5 separate regions of the Mus musculus genome follow, and all the other regions are linked to region 1. A link is a contact called in public Hi-C, HiChIP or PLAC-seq, Micro-C and promoter capture Hi-C data. All regions are on one chromosome and are shown on one strand. The core of a region is the stretch at or near the end of the contact, and the rest is flanking DNA. Distances in the headings are between cores, read along the strand shown. Region 1 holds the start of Car2 (carbonic anhydrase 2). Region 2 holds the start of Car13 (carbonic anhydrase 13). Region 3 has its middle 39 kb from the start of Gm42000. Region 4 has its middle 45 kb from the start of Gm33819. Region 5 has its middle 25 kb from the start of Gm33819.

Region 1 (2,700 bases), core at 33-2,532:
TTGAGATCTTTTCACTCAAATTCGGTGACTAATACTAGACAGAACTACTGAAAACAGAGTGGTCTGACTGGGGATATAAGCCCTCTTGTGACTGAGTTTGGAACATAGATTCTAAGGCATTATAACAGGTCTGAGAACCTCGTGCTGCCACACTAGGTGACAGTAAAGACCGTATAGACCAAAACTCAGGCTCAGGCCCCTCCTTTAGAACTATCTTTGCTGGGAAGTTCACACAACCACAAGCCAGTGCACCTTCTTTTCCCCTCAGATGGCGTCATATACCAAGGCCTTTGATCTGGAAGACGTCTAGGTATCTGCGATTGACCTTCTAACACTAGAAGTTGAAAGATGCATGGAAAACTCGCAATTAGACCCAAACGGGCTCCAGAAGATGCCACAACAAAGTGCGCTGGGAATCTTAGCCACAGTGCAGCAGATACAGACGTGAAGGGGACAAGTGTTTCCCCTTAACCTTTCTGCTACACACAAGTAAAATGTTAGTTACAACCCTTGCTCGATTCTGCCTAGGTTAGCCTTGGGTGACCGGCTGTGGTCCCGATAGGTATTGTCGTCGGGTGTTGCGTTGGGTTATCCCTCCCAACCCCTGTGCGCGGCCAAGCAAGTTTGAGATCAGATCCTAGAGAGCGCTCTGAGTCGGGCGCCAGGGACGTACCAGAGCGGAGACCCGGCATCCAAGCTGCGCTCCGGGATCTGCGGAGCGAGGCAGGTGCCTGAGCCGAGACCCGGAGCGCGCGGCCCGGAGCGCGCGGCCTCCCCACTCACCGTTGTGCTTGCTGTATCCCCAGTGGTGGGACATGGTCACGCCGGTGATTGGGGCAGAGCAGAAGTTGTCGTCCGTCTAGCGGTCCTGCAGTGTGTGTCGCGGGTCGCACCGTCCGGCTTTTATAGGCTCCCGCCAACTTGGTGCTCTGGGCGGCCCAGGGGAGGGACCGAGTGGACCTGAGCAAGGGGAGGAGACCGTGGAGGTGGCGGACGGAGGTGACAGGCAGAGGTGACAGGCGGAGGCCTCGGTGTTCGAGGGCCCCCGCACCTTGCTTGGGGCGGGGCGCCCTCCGGCTGCTCTCCGCTTCTGCGTCCGACCCGCTCTGCAGCAGCTGCGCGCTCTCCAGCTCGCCCCGGCGCTGCGCAGCCTCGCGGGCCGGCGCCCCTACTCCCCAGCCCCATTGTGAGCACCGACCTGGTCACCCGCCCGCACAGCGGGGCTCCGCTTCCCAGAGCTGGCGGGCCAGCCGGCCACCCGGCCGCGGCCCGCACGCACGCGGCTGCGGAGTTTGACCTTGGGCGGGGAGCGTCCTAGAGGCTCCGGGAGCGGGGATCCTGGAGCCGGGAGCGGGAAGCGGGGGGGCCCCCTGCTGCCGGGCTGCGGGAAGACGACCCGGCTTTGCCGCCAGGGCGCCCTCCAGCTTCCCGCTTGCTCCACAAATTAACCCTAGGCACCGAACTGTTGATGTAACATAACCAACAATTCTCAAAAATCGCTTTGCTTTTTGGAATTGGATTTTAAAAATGTCTTCCAAGGAGATGAGAACTTCCCCTTCCTGGCAAAGGAATTTGTATTTGACAAGCCGAAACCAACCCCCCCCCCCCAAAACAAAACAAAACAAAAAACACAAAACTTAAAAAATAGAAAAGAAAGGTAGCTGTATGGCTTCCCAGGGACCGTGGGTGTCCCGGGGACACACCTTTCAATGTTCTTTTTGTGTATTTTTATTTAAACATTTCTCTTCACCTAACACTTTTTTTCTTATTTGACTTTGAGAACAATTTTTTTGTATTGAATCTATTGTGGACCTGAGGCCATATTATTTAGAATTCAAATTGAGAAGGGTACAGTTTTTTTGTGTTTCTATGGAGGCACCTAGACATCACATTACCTATATATTAGAATCTATGTGTAAGTATAATGAAAAATATCTGACTACATTTTAAGTGTTCTCAGACTCATCATGTGCCTTTATTTCACCCAGTGCCACACAAAGATGATGCACATGTAGATCTCCTTGTTCTTATACTAAGACTCAGAAAATTATGGTCTTCTCTATACAAGACTCTTCAGGTTGATGTCAAAAGAAATTTTTGATGAAGAATGTTTTATAGGACCATTACAAAGTGCAATTCACAAATAGTCCCTTGCATCTGTGACACTAGAGATGCACAATTTGCTAGGGGTTTCCCATTTCCTGTTCCATTACTACCGTGCGTGGAATAAGAACAGATTTTGATGAAGTGCTTCTCAAGGCTTCAGACCCCACCAATTCTGGTTGCAGCTACGGGAATCCTCATCCTGTCTGGTACGTTTTAGTGGGAGCCAGGCTCCTGCTAGGGAGTCTCCTTGCCCACCTTTGGACAGTCAAGAGAGCATCAGGTATTATATCTCATATTCATTTTCTTTTCAAATTACAGAGGCTGTAGGCATTTTCTTTCTGTCAGGTCTTCATGATGGAGATGACTTCATAGTATCATGTGGATCAGTCACTGTCTAGCTCTGCTGTACTGGGGACATTCCTCCCAGGCAGTCATTCACTGGCTGCCAGATAGTAACACTGGGCTTGTAAAAATAAAACCAATGCTTATGTATTCATGTTTTTAGAGGGAAGAAATGTACTTCCTTCTAACCCAGGAGGTGGGGGAAATTTATGTATATATGTATGTATATTCATATGTACATATACATATTCA
Region 2 (2,700 bases), core at 29-2,528, 240 kb after region 1:
ATTATAATGCCCTTTCTAAGTTGAAATTTTAAATTTTCTGGAGAATTTTATTGAAACCAATACTTATTCGGGTACCTATTCGGGTACAATCAGTACCTACTGGCTAACACAACCTTCTCCCTAACCACAGAGAGGGTACCACTACTGGCACCTAATAACTGCCAAATAACAACAAACAAAATGATTTCAGAGACAAAACTGAAATGTGTAAAGATTGTCTTTCAAACACACAAATTAGAAGGTAATGAAACATAAGATTGCTATTTTGGCTTAAGAAATTCATCTAAATTATAAATGTCATTCATAAAAATCTAAACTTCATCTGATGTCATTTTAAAAATAACATTAATGTCATCACGACCTCAAATAAGCTGCAATAAGAAACGAGTTTTTTTTTTCCATCCAAGAAAAGAGGATGACCACAAGTTCTGCCCAGACTAAGCTACAGAGTAAGATTCGTCTCAAAACACAAAAAGGGGGAAAATAAAATAAAAGAAGGGAAAACTTTCCGTAAACTTTCATTAAATGTACTATAGAATATTATCCAATAACGTATATGCTAATTTAAGTTTTTGATATTATTATCCACAAACTCCATTTTGAAGACTATCAGTGCTTTCCCAGTTTTTCTTTGCAATTCTTTTGAGTAATTAATTGAAGCAATCAGTTCAAACGATGAACAAGAAGAATGTCTTATCCCTAATACACTTAGGCGATGAAGAAAAGTTGCCATGCTTATCAATAAATATATTTAACACCATATTATAATTTCTATAATCGTTTGCTAAACCTTGGTCTCTGAAAGGATGGGTACGGTAGGAAAGTAAGACTGAAGAACAAGCCCCAAGTTAACTTCAAGTCAGTATGCAAATTACAAGTTACCAAGATTGCTTCAACAGCGCCTGGAAGGCGTCCCGTGACTTAGTGATCTGGGAGCTCTCGCGGCTCAGTTGTCCTTGTTTCCTTACAAATGTGTCATCTGACTTCTGACCTCTTAAGCTTTCTCGGGACAGCAGTGAGCTTTTCCAGTGAAGTTGAATGAATGCCGCCGTCCACTCTGGAGAGAGCCGGCGGGGACCAGGCCCTGACCCCCAACCCCCCCACGGGGCTCAGAGCTCCCTCAAGCCCCCATCAGCCCCCTCTGGAAGCCCGCGCTCACCGTTGTGCTCGCCGTACCCCCAGCTCAGCCTCGCCATGGTCCTCGATGGAGAGCCTGTGGCAGGGACACTGTGGACCTGTGGCAGGGCGCCCGCGCCAAGGAGCTGGGCGGGCCTGGGTGGAGGGCGGGGCCGCCCGCACCCCGAACCCGGGAACCCGAAACCCGAGGGCACGGTCGTCACCCGCAGGGGGCGCCCGAGTGGGGAAAGGGATCTGTGCTCAGCAGCCAGAAAGGTTTCCAATGGGGATTTCCTGCCTTCTGAGAAGTCCACCCCAGAAAAAGCCCTTCTGGAAATGACTCACCCAGGCAGGAGCTGCTGCTGGAGTTGGAGATCTTGTCTGGGAAATGCAGGGGACCTTGATGGAGGTGGCAGTGGTGATTACACATGCACATACATCAATGCCGATAGCTGTAATAACCACCACTTAAAATAAGAACTACTAGTTAGGAAGTGCTCACCTCCCCGGGCCAGCCCTCCCTTCCCCGACAGCTCCAGCCTTTCCATCTGCATAACTCACTTCTCTGATTCCTTTTTGCTTACTCCAGCATCTTGCAGACTTGGCCCTGCATAGAAGAAGCCAAACTTACTGGATTCTTGGTTCTTAACTCTTACTGCCATTCTGACTGTGCAAGAAGGAAGGAGTTGAGAAGAGAAGTGTGTGCGCTCCTACAGAACAGTAGAAACTCACCTTCGAAGACTGTTCTAGATATATGCCCAGGAGAGGTATTGCTGGATCCTCCGGTAGTACTATATCCAGTTTTCTGAGGAACCGCCAGACTGATTTCCAGAGTGGTTGTACAAGCCTGCAATCCCACCAACAATGGAGGAGTGTTCCTCTTTCTCCACATCCACGCCAGCATCTGCTGTCACCTGAATTTTTGATCTTAGCCATTCTGACTGGTGTGAGGTGGAATCTCAGGGTTGTTTTGATTTGCATTTCCCTGATGATTAAGGATGTTGAACATTTTTTCAGGTGCTTCTCTGCCATTCGGTATTCCTCAGGTGAGAATTCTTTGTTCAGTTCTGAGCCCCATTTTTTAATGGGGTTATTTGATTTTCTGAAGTCCACCTTCTTGAGTTCTTTATATATGTTGGATATTAGTCCCCTATCTGATTTAGGATAGGTAAAGATCCTTTCCCAATCTGTTGGTGGTCTTTTTGTCTTATTGACGGTGTCTTTTGCCTTGCAGAAACTTTGGAGTTTCATTAGGTCCCATTTGTCAATTCTCGATCTTACAGAGCAAGCCATTGCTGTTCTGTTCAGGAATTTTTCCCCTGTACCCATATCTTCAAGGCTTTTCCCCACTTTCTCCTCTATAAGTTTCAGTGTCTCTGGTTTTATGTGAAGTTCCTTGATCCATTTAGATTTGACCTTAGTACAAGGAGATAAGTATGGATCGATTCGCATTCTTCTACATGATAACAACCAGTTGTGCCAGCACCAATTGTTGAAAATGCTGTCTTTCTTCCACTGGATGGTTTTAGCTCCCTTGTCGAAGATCAAGTGACCATAGGTGTGTGGGTTCATTTCTGGGTCTTC
Region 3 (2,700 bases), core at 166-2,665, 130 kb before region 1:
GCTGAGCCATAATTACAAATAAAGAGGCTGATATTTTTCTTGTTTGGATTTGAGTGAGATAAAGTGGGGATAACTGAAGATAGGTGAACTGCATAGGTTCAGTTAGGAGGGAGGAGCCTCATGAACACCTATGCAGTCTCAACATTCACATCCCACGGTACAGTGGCTCACCATGCACAGAGCTAAGCTGGACATTCACATTCTAGGATACTGCAATTCACCATGCACACAGCTAGACTGGACTCTCACAGCCTAGGGTACAACGGCTCACCATGCCACAGTGTAAGGCTAGGAGAACTTAAGCAGTTATTATGTAAAACTGAGTCAGTCACTTAACATCTGTCTGCCTGTTTTGTCATCTACCAAATAGGAACAATACGAGTATTTATTTCATAATATTAAAAAGAGAATAAAAATTAAAAGGGGTAGTACATTCTTAGTATGCAACAAACATTGACCCTTCAATAATAGTCTCGCTTGTAAACACATAAAGATAGAACCTTGTATTTATTAACAGCAATACTATTGAGATAGATAGGATACACACTGCATGTCTATTGCTGTCCAGCTTACTTTAAACCTTCATTTAAATTGTGTTTTCTGACTACAAATGTACTATTCTTTAAAATGAAACTGCTTACCCAGGTCAGCAAAATGTCCCCCTAGTTGTCCTCTGACCACTACACATGCACTATGACATTTTGGTATGTGTGTGTGGGCACACACAAACACACGCACACACTCATGAGTGTAACAAATCTTAAATGAAAATATTTATAATGTCATCTTACAAGCTTTGTGAAGTTTAAATTCAATAACTGATCTGACAGAATATTCTACATTATTAATACTCAATAATAACTATTAGTTTTTATAATGAAAGTTGGCATAACTTCAAGGAATTTATAATCTGGAGAGAGAACAAATAATTACAACATGCAGGATAGGCTAACAGGCATCAGTACAGTACCTAAATGGAATGTGAGATGCTTCTGTGTGTCTTTAGGAAACATCAATTAATTGATAACAGTCAAATATACTCATTCCAGTGTACTATACTACACTCACATGATCAGCTGACTGGAATAACAAATATTGACAAAGAAGTGGAACCCCACTAGAGAAAATAAACATCTTCTTAATAGGGTGCCTTTGTTTTGATTATAAATGCCTCAAAGACTTTCATTTACTCCAGGTCTCTTCAGAACTTCGGAACTGTGGAAATAACAGTGAATTTGGCTCTTACATTATTAAGAGGGAAAATATGCTTAATTAGGAATGAAAATCACAGCACACCCCTCCCTGTGACTAAGCTATTTTCACAGCTTGCTTTATAGCCCTTCCACCAGCACCTGGTGCTTCTCTGTGCATTTTGCACTCTGGAGATCACTGCCACTGTCTCAGCTGACTCTAAATGGGTTGTCTGCACCCAAGAGTTCTATGCAGTTGCCTCCCACACATCAAACCCATCTGCCTACCTTGTTCCTTTTGTTCTTGCCATCATTTCCTATGATAATACTGAAAAAAAAATTACACATAAGATTTCTACTTTGCATGACTACTGTTGGGAAATTTGGGTTATAAATTAGGAGGTTTAAACCAGAGTCATCAGAGTTTGATGTTACCAAATGTTTGTCTATATCCTGCTCCTGTAGCCCATCACTATCACTGAATAAAATAAAAATCAATATTGCTACTTAAGGCAGGCTGAGAATTTTAGAACACTGAGCTCCTGAACACACACACACACACACACACACACACACACACACACACACACACAAATAAACAACAACAATAACAAAAACCCTATTCTTGATTTTCCTATTCTTCTGCATTTTCTGTTGGGGTACACTTTGTGCAATTGTGTCTCTGTCCTTCCTCGCCTACCTAAGGCATTCTATGTTTTGGCTTTAGTGAAATTCTGATGGCCAATATGCTGGGCAGGAAATTGGATTTGGGACTTCCTGGGAGGAAAAAAGGAATGCTGGGAAGAAGAAGGACAAAAGCTCTATTGCCAGGAGACATGGGAAGAGATGGATGTGATCACAGGCATGGAAGGTAAGGCTACCCACGTGGCTGTCTGGGCCTAGGTGGCTGAATTAACTTAGATGAGCTAGTTGAGACTCTGTTCAGCTAAGGGCTAAGGCTTTGAAATATTAAAAGGTCTCTGTGTGGATATTTGGTAGAACGCTGGTTAAGGAATAATTGCCACCAAATTAATTTTCAGTATTAATTAATATATACAGAGTATTAATCATTTTAATTTATATTTTTCTTCAAATGTCTTGATGTTTTCAAATCAGGCTTGTTTCACAGTATTCCCCCCTTAATCTATCATTCTCTTTAAATGGAGAGGAATTAAATAGCTAAAGTTACTGTTCTTGTGAGTGATAAGACACAGTTTCCTCTGAAAGATAGCAATTTACTTTAAAGGTCTTACAATCTGGAAACATTCAGAGTTAAAGGATAGCCTCTGCGGGGAATAAGGTTGGAGATCCCAAAGAACAATAGCCTTCCTTTGTAAAGAACTTAACATTCATCAATTTGAGGCCACTCATGAATTGAGATCTTAAGAATACAGTTACTCTTAGGTAACAGTGGACAGCAAAGCAACTGCATAGTGGTGATATCACTTGGTTGGGGTGTAATTCCACTCCTTTGCTTTCAAAGTCAGGGTGCATTTAGTAAGGTAAGCAA
Region 4 (2,700 bases), core at 159-2,658, 230 kb before region 1:
CACTAGAAAACTGACCCCACAGATTCAGTTTTGCTTAGAAGTAGAAATTAATAAATACTTGTTATAATTAGTGTCACCTACATGTTTAATTTGAGAAACAGGATAAATAAGGTCTCAAAATATATCCTAAAAATTCTAGCCTACGTTCCAAATTAGAAGCACAGATTGAGTTAATTTGATTTTAAAAATAGATTTCAGAGCGATCAAGCCACTTATACACAATAAATAAACTATTATGTAATCTGAGAATTGAAATGTTGATTCTATGTTTTGTTCAAAGAGGATTTAGCATGGCACCCAACCATAGTTCATTCTGATTCTTTCACCTGTACTCTTAATTTTGAAAAATACTAAATTTCAAGTCTGAATGCAGACTTAAAGCCTTTAAATATTTCATTGAGATTAAAAGTTTAAATAGAAATACTACTATAAAAAGAAGTTTTCAAGATGAACATTCTTTTCACAAAAGGGTCTCTTGGTAATTACACTGTGGACATTTAAACACAGTAATTACAGTTTTCAAATGACCAGAAGTCATTACTCAAAAGCTTCTTCACCACTCAATTACTGGGTCATGAGTTTCTCTTGCGAGCCTGCACTACTCTGGCATGATTCAACTTTTGTTTGGGATGGGGGTGGGGAATAGATTCTGTTTTGTGTCAGCAGCAGCATCAAGGGGGAAAAAAAAAGGAAAGAAAAGAAAAGAAAAAAAAGACACTCTCTTTTGTGGACTCTAGAAGGGTGGGAGTGGAGGCCTCGCATTCTTTTTGTGAAATCAAGCAGGTGAGCTACTTGTGTCCGAAAAAGTGCATTTCCTGACCATTTCTTAAGGTATTATACCTATTATCACAAGACTTAAACCTATTATAAGGACTGCGCTCTGTTTTGTAATCTGGACATCATACACTGGGGTTGACTCTAAAGTTAACCGCCTTTTAAAGAGAAAGAAAGTATTTAATACCAATTCTTGTGTCATGAAAGCCACAAAACAAGTGCACTGGGATGTTAACAATACCTTATGAAAAGACCATGAACGTTCTAATCGCAGTTGTGAGACTGGTGAGCAAAAGGCAGATAATGGAGGAATGAACTGAGAGAACAGTGGGAGAAGAAGCCTTTGGTTGATGGCCCCGGAAAGGCAGCAAAAATTCAAGGAGTGGTTTCTAAATTTCTATGAAGTCAGTGTCTGCTCACCAATGGAAAAGTTTGGAACTGTTATTTTCAGCAAATCTTTCCAGACTCCCTGATATATCCTAAGATCACCTGGTGAGAACATAAAACTTCCATTCCTTACTTCCTTAATTAAAATGGAACCCAAAGAATGAGACTCCCTTTGGAATGAGCACTCACTGAGAGCTTAAGAAGGAGGTGGAACATAGCAGAAGAATTTACAGGTCTCATAGACCAGAGATGACCAGCTGCCGTCAGTCACGTTAGCCTGTGCTATGTCATCAACACAGGCTCTGTTCCAAACTTAAAACATCCCCAAGCCTGACAGAAAGGCAAACCAAGCCAATGATCTACAAACAGTTTTAGGGTTTTATGTGACTTTAAAACCCAGTGTTAGTGAAAAGAGATTGTTAACAGGTTACAATTTTTTATTGTTTCTCCAAATAGAAAGCACAAAGGATTGCTTGTCTTTTGTTCTGTTGGTGTTGCTGGACTCTGGTCTTTGCTCTATTGTTAATCTTAGTCACTAGACTTTCCATATCTAGTTACAAAAGCTCCAAGCAGCCTGTGTACAAACCAAACAAAGGGCAGAGAGGACAAAAGTTCACCCAGGAGACAGGATCAGAGCTCCAACAGAATACAGAAGTTTTTTTTCATTTTGATGGGAAAAAATCTCACAGGACAGATGACAGTCATTGTTTGCACTGTCATGAGGACAGATAGGGATATTTACAGCTTAAAATTCTTCCATTCATTTCTCCTCATAATCATCCAATCAGATCATTCAGTTCAAAGCAGAAAGATTTTACTTGGTCATGTGTGAAAGCATCATCTGATTCCCAGTAGAACTTAATACATTTGAAACATTTCCTTCCTAGTTACCATTTAATAATAAATATTAATTCATTAAATTAATAAAGTAAAACAATACTTAGATAAACATTAAAGTAATTTCATATATTAACATTGATATTAATATGGCAAGATATCTATTTTTAATAATGTAAAAAGATTACATACAGGAGTTCTAAGCAAGAGTTGGAGAGCTCTAAACAGGCTCAGTTTGGTATGGTAAGTAGCTTAAACTCTCTTCATTGTTCTTTTTGGGTAAATAATAATAAACATTCCTGTTTCAAACATGGCTTCAAGTGCATGAGGCAGCACATTTTAGAAATCATGAACATGTTAGTGTAAAGTTAGATTTGCCTGTTTCAACTGTGACTCTCCTACTTCATTAATGTATTTTTACTGTCATTTCTCAAGTATGTTTTACTGTCAACTTCCATGCAAATTGAATGATCAATAGGAAACCAAGCCATGGCTTACATTGAGTCATTCGTCCATGATTGCTGTAATTCTCATATAAAACACTTTCTAGCATCTACTTTTGTCAGGTCCCTGCTAGGATATGAAGAACAGAAAGAAATAAATCATTTTCTTTAGCTCTAGGACTTCAGGAGTATTTCCAACATTTTACTGATAGAAATAATCATATTGGTAGCTAATATGACATGTACTATATGCTTTATA
Region 5 (2,700 bases), core at 21-2,520, 250 kb before region 1:
AAAGGCCCCCTACACATATATAGCAGATGTACAGCTTGTGGGTCCCTAATAATCAGAGTGGGGGCTGTCTCTGACTCTATTGCCTGTCTCTGGATCCCCTTCCCCTATCTGGGCTGCCTTTTTCTGGTCTCAGTGGTGCTCTTAGCCCTGCTGTAATTTGATGTGTCAAGGGTGGGTTGATACCCATAGCGGCCTCCCTTTCTACCCAGACGGATATGGGGGAGGGGAGTGTGAGGGGGGACTTGGAGGAGAGAAGAAGGGGTTTGCAATCAGGATATAATGTGAGTAAATGAATAATTAATGGAAAACTTTTGTACTCTTACCTAGTTTTATAGACTAGGAGAATTTTCTATTATGTTTCCCAGTGTGGCCTGTGAACTGTGCCCAGCACGGTGGTCTGGTTGTGCCTTTACTGGGAATTTAAAAAAAAGTGTGGAAGGAGTTACAGAGACAAAGTTTGGAGCTGAGACAAAAGGATGGACCATCTAGAGACTGCCATATCCAGGGATCCATCCCATAATCAGCCTCCAAACGATGACACCATTGCATACACTAGCAAGATTTTATCGAAAGGACCCTGATATAGCTGTCTCTAGTGAGACTACGCCGGTGCCTAGCAAACACGTAAGTGGATGCTCACAGTCAGCTATTGGATGGATCACAGGGCCCCCAATGGAGGAGCTAGAGAAAGTATCCAAGGAGCTAAAGAGATCTGCAACTCTGTAGGTGCAACAACATTATGAACTAACAAGTACCCGGGAGCTCTTGACTCTAGCTGCATATGTATCAGAAGATGACCTAGTCGGCCTCACTGGAAAGAGAGGCCCATTGGACTTGCAAACTTTATATGCCCCAGTACAGGGGAACGCCAGGACCAAAAAGTGGGAATGGGTAGGGGAGTGGGGGGGGGAGGGTATGGGGGACTTTTGGGATAGCATTGGAAATGTAATTGATGAAAATACGTAATAAAAAATATTTAAATTAAAAAAAAAGTGTGGCCTTGGGAAATTTGTAAACCCTTTACAGTATAAATTTTTCTATGTTTTTTTTTTTGTTTCTATTTCAAATCAAGCCCTATGCATTGTTTTCTCCCTCCCTCTCTTCTCTCCCTCCCCCCCTCTCTGTGTACATATGTAATATGGAGGATCTTGGTTCTGCACATCCCTGCAGCTGGTATTCATCTGACCTGATTAGCATAAAGTTAGTCAGTATATAAAGTCAGTGTTCAGTGTCCTGTGTCTCTCATGACTGCCTGCCTGAACATTTTTTTTAACTTGGTTTATTTATATCTCCAGTTCGTTGCAAATCTTCAAGCAGCAGACATATCACTGTTTACACGTCTGTTCCGCTTGAGTTGCATTGGGTTATCCGGTGTTTGGTTAAAGATTCAAAATTCAAAGGCGTAGAGAGTGCAAGCAAAGACAATTCCCTTACCCTAATGTCTTTTCCTGTTAGAATAGCACTTAATTTGTGCATTCTTTTTCTGTACTCTTCTTCCTGGGTTTACTTAAAAGAATTTGCAGAAAATAACTTAGGGGAGAGACAGACTGAGAATTCAACCAGTCTATTCAATAGAAAGTCATTAATAGCAAAATATTAAAGAATGTGTTTTTTCACATAATAATAAAATAGCCAACATATTTATGGGCTCAAATTATGTTTGATTTATTTGTTTTTTGGTAGGGGGTTGTTTTATTTCATAATCCATATGCCTTAACCTTTTTTATCCTATTCATGGTTTTACAGAAATGTAACAAGAAAACATATTTAACAGTATTTACAGAGAGGCCACATTATAACTGTGATCATCATTCACAAGCTAAATTGTTCCTAATTTGCCTGATAACTTGGGGTCATTATCCAGTCATCAGAGCTGTGCAATAACTTCTTCTTTTGAAAGAAATGATGCTTGAACTGATGGAAGAAAACCTGAATGAAGCAGCAGCATCAATCTTTCCCCTTAGAAGAGTGCTGTGTGACCAATATGCCATCTCATGTTTACTTGTGCATGTTTTCAGCAGACATACTGAAAATTGCACCATGTACAAAAGCTGTATTTGTTAGATTTTGTGTAGTTTGATAAAATTTAGCCTATTTTTGTATCTATGGAACACTATTTTAGCAGTGTCGCTATTTTGATATATGCCTCTTAAAGGAATTAAAATTATATGAACATGGATGGTTCACATTCAATTTTATTCATTTTCTTTACCAATTTGACATTTGGGTAAGTTGAAAATGGGCTAGAATGACCATAGACATTTTAAAATAACCAAAAAGCTTATTTACCTCTATTTACCTAAGATCTTATGTTATTTCACTGTCCAACTAGACCTCTTTGCAATCTATAGTTTGGTTTTATTTTTCTAAATTCTGTGATATATTCCTTTGATCATCACATAGCAAACAGCTTATATCCACATATAAGTTCTGAAACAAAACAAGAGTATTTAGACAACAGTCATGCTATTTATGATATTTATGACCTTGGTGTGTATTAGTATATGTACTACTAAGTAAACAATTCCAAGAAAAATGTATTTGCCTCAACAACCCTGTGTGACATTGGACTCAGCTCCTGGGGAGTTGGGTGTACTAGCCCTGTAAGGAGTCTGCATCATAGGTGTGTTGGCCTTGTAAGGAGTTTGCATTGCATTGCTAGGTGAGCTTACAGGGTAGGTGAGCTAGCCTTGTAAGAAG

What was found. Promoter capture Hi-C pulls out the DNA fragments that hold promoters and counts their contacts. A called contact is a pair of places that touch in the nucleus more often than the background predicts. HiChIP or PLAC-seq counts read pairs in DNA pulled down with a chosen protein or histone mark.
Region 2: a contact with region 1 is called in a Micro-C map of embryonic stem cells, with 5 times the contacts expected there. The contact joins the promoter of Car13 here to the promoter of Car2 in region 1. A contact is called at or near these places in 7 of 39 promoter capture datasets (the C10 cell line, cranial neural crest, liver and 3 more), 1 of 15 datasets of contacts at CTCF or cohesin (large pre-B cells), 2 of 484 Hi-C or Micro-C datasets (B cells and embryonic stem cells), 3 of 115 datasets of contacts at active chromatin or transcription factors (the 230-238 cell line, bone marrow-derived macrophages and embryonic stem cells) and 2 of 9 other capture datasets (adipose tissue and liver).
Region 3: a contact with region 1 is called in a Hi-C map of ventral hippocampal neurons, with 2.4 times the contacts expected there. The contact joins the enhancer-like site here to the promoter of Car2 in region 1. A contact is called at or near these places in 11 of 39 promoter capture datasets (the 3T3-L1 cell line, 3T3-L1-derived adipocytes, the C10 cell line and 6 more), 37 of 484 Hi-C or Micro-C datasets (the AML12 cell line, the C2C12 cell line, CD8 T cells and 15 more), 16 of 115 datasets of contacts at active chromatin or transcription factors (the 230-238 cell line, bone marrow-derived macrophages, differentiating embryonic stem cells and 6 more) and 2 of 9 other capture datasets (adipose tissue and embryonic stem cells).
Region 4: a contact with region 1 is called in an H3K27ac HiChIP or PLAC-seq map of extraembryonic endoderm stem cells, with 4 times the contacts expected there. The contact joins the enhancer-like site here to the promoter of Car2 in region 1. A contact is called at or near these places in 22 of 39 promoter capture datasets (the 3T3-L1 cell line, 3T3-L1-derived adipocytes, the C10 cell line and 14 more), 1 of 15 datasets of contacts at CTCF or cohesin (pro-B cells), 17 of 484 Hi-C or Micro-C datasets (the 63-12 cell line, B cells, the C10 cell line and 12 more), 22 of 115 datasets of contacts at active chromatin or transcription factors (the 230-238 cell line, bone marrow-derived macrophages, cardiomyocytes and 10 more) and 2 of 9 other capture datasets (embryonic stem cells and liver).
Region 5: a promoter capture Hi-C map of pre-B cells shows a contact between it and region 1, with 5 times the contacts expected there. The contact joins the enhancer-like site here to the promoter of Car2 in region 1. A contact is called at or near these places in 17 of 39 promoter capture datasets (the 3T3-L1 cell line, 3T3-L1-derived adipocytes, the C10 cell line and 12 more), 2 of 15 datasets of contacts at CTCF or cohesin (CD8 T cells and pro-B cells), 12 of 484 Hi-C or Micro-C datasets (the 63-12 cell line, B cells, the C10 cell line and 8 more), 16 of 115 datasets of contacts at active chromatin or transcription factors (the 230-238 cell line, CD8 T cells, bone marrow-derived macrophages and 8 more) and 1 of 9 other capture datasets (liver).

The regions. Positions count from the first base shown.
Region 1 is chr3:14,884,870-14,887,569 of GRCm38.p6, reverse strand. It overlaps Car2 (carbonic anhydrase 2), which reads right to left and starts at 1,282. Exons shown (of 7, transcript NM_009801.5): 1 at 784-1,282. The coding sequence starts at 817.
Region 2 is chr3:14,640,305-14,643,004 of GRCm38.p6, reverse strand. It overlaps Car13 (carbonic anhydrase 13), which reads right to left and starts at 1,278. Exons shown (of 7, transcript NM_024495.5): 1 at 1,160-1,278. The coding sequence starts at 1,196.
Region 3 is chr3:15,015,521-15,018,220 of GRCm38.p6, reverse strand. No RefSeq gene overlaps it. Among named protein-coding and RNA genes, the nearest start is that of Gm42000, 39 kb to the left of the region's middle. Within about 2 kb of position 1,415, at least 10 of the 459 cell types and tissues checked have an H3K27ac peak or open chromatin away from gene starts, as enhancers often do. A contact at or near this core is called in ventral hippocampal neurons, where this site is marked.
Region 4 is chr3:15,111,384-15,114,083 of GRCm38.p6, reverse strand. No RefSeq gene overlaps it. Among named protein-coding and RNA genes, the nearest start is that of Gm33819, 45 kb to the left of the region's middle. Within about 2 kb of position 1,408, at least 26 of the 459 cell types and tissues checked have an H3K27ac peak or open chromatin away from gene starts, as enhancers often do. A contact at or near this core is called in cortical glia and extraembryonic endoderm stem cells, where this site is marked.
Region 5 is chr3:15,130,916-15,133,615 of GRCm38.p6, reverse strand. No RefSeq gene overlaps it. Among named protein-coding and RNA genes, the nearest start is that of Gm33819, 25 kb to the left of the region's middle. Within about 2 kb of position 1,270, at least 18 of the 459 cell types and tissues checked have an H3K27ac peak or open chromatin away from gene starts, as enhancers often do. A contact at or near this core is called in the 230-238 cell line, the 63-12 cell line, the HPC-7 cell line and 5 more, where this site is marked.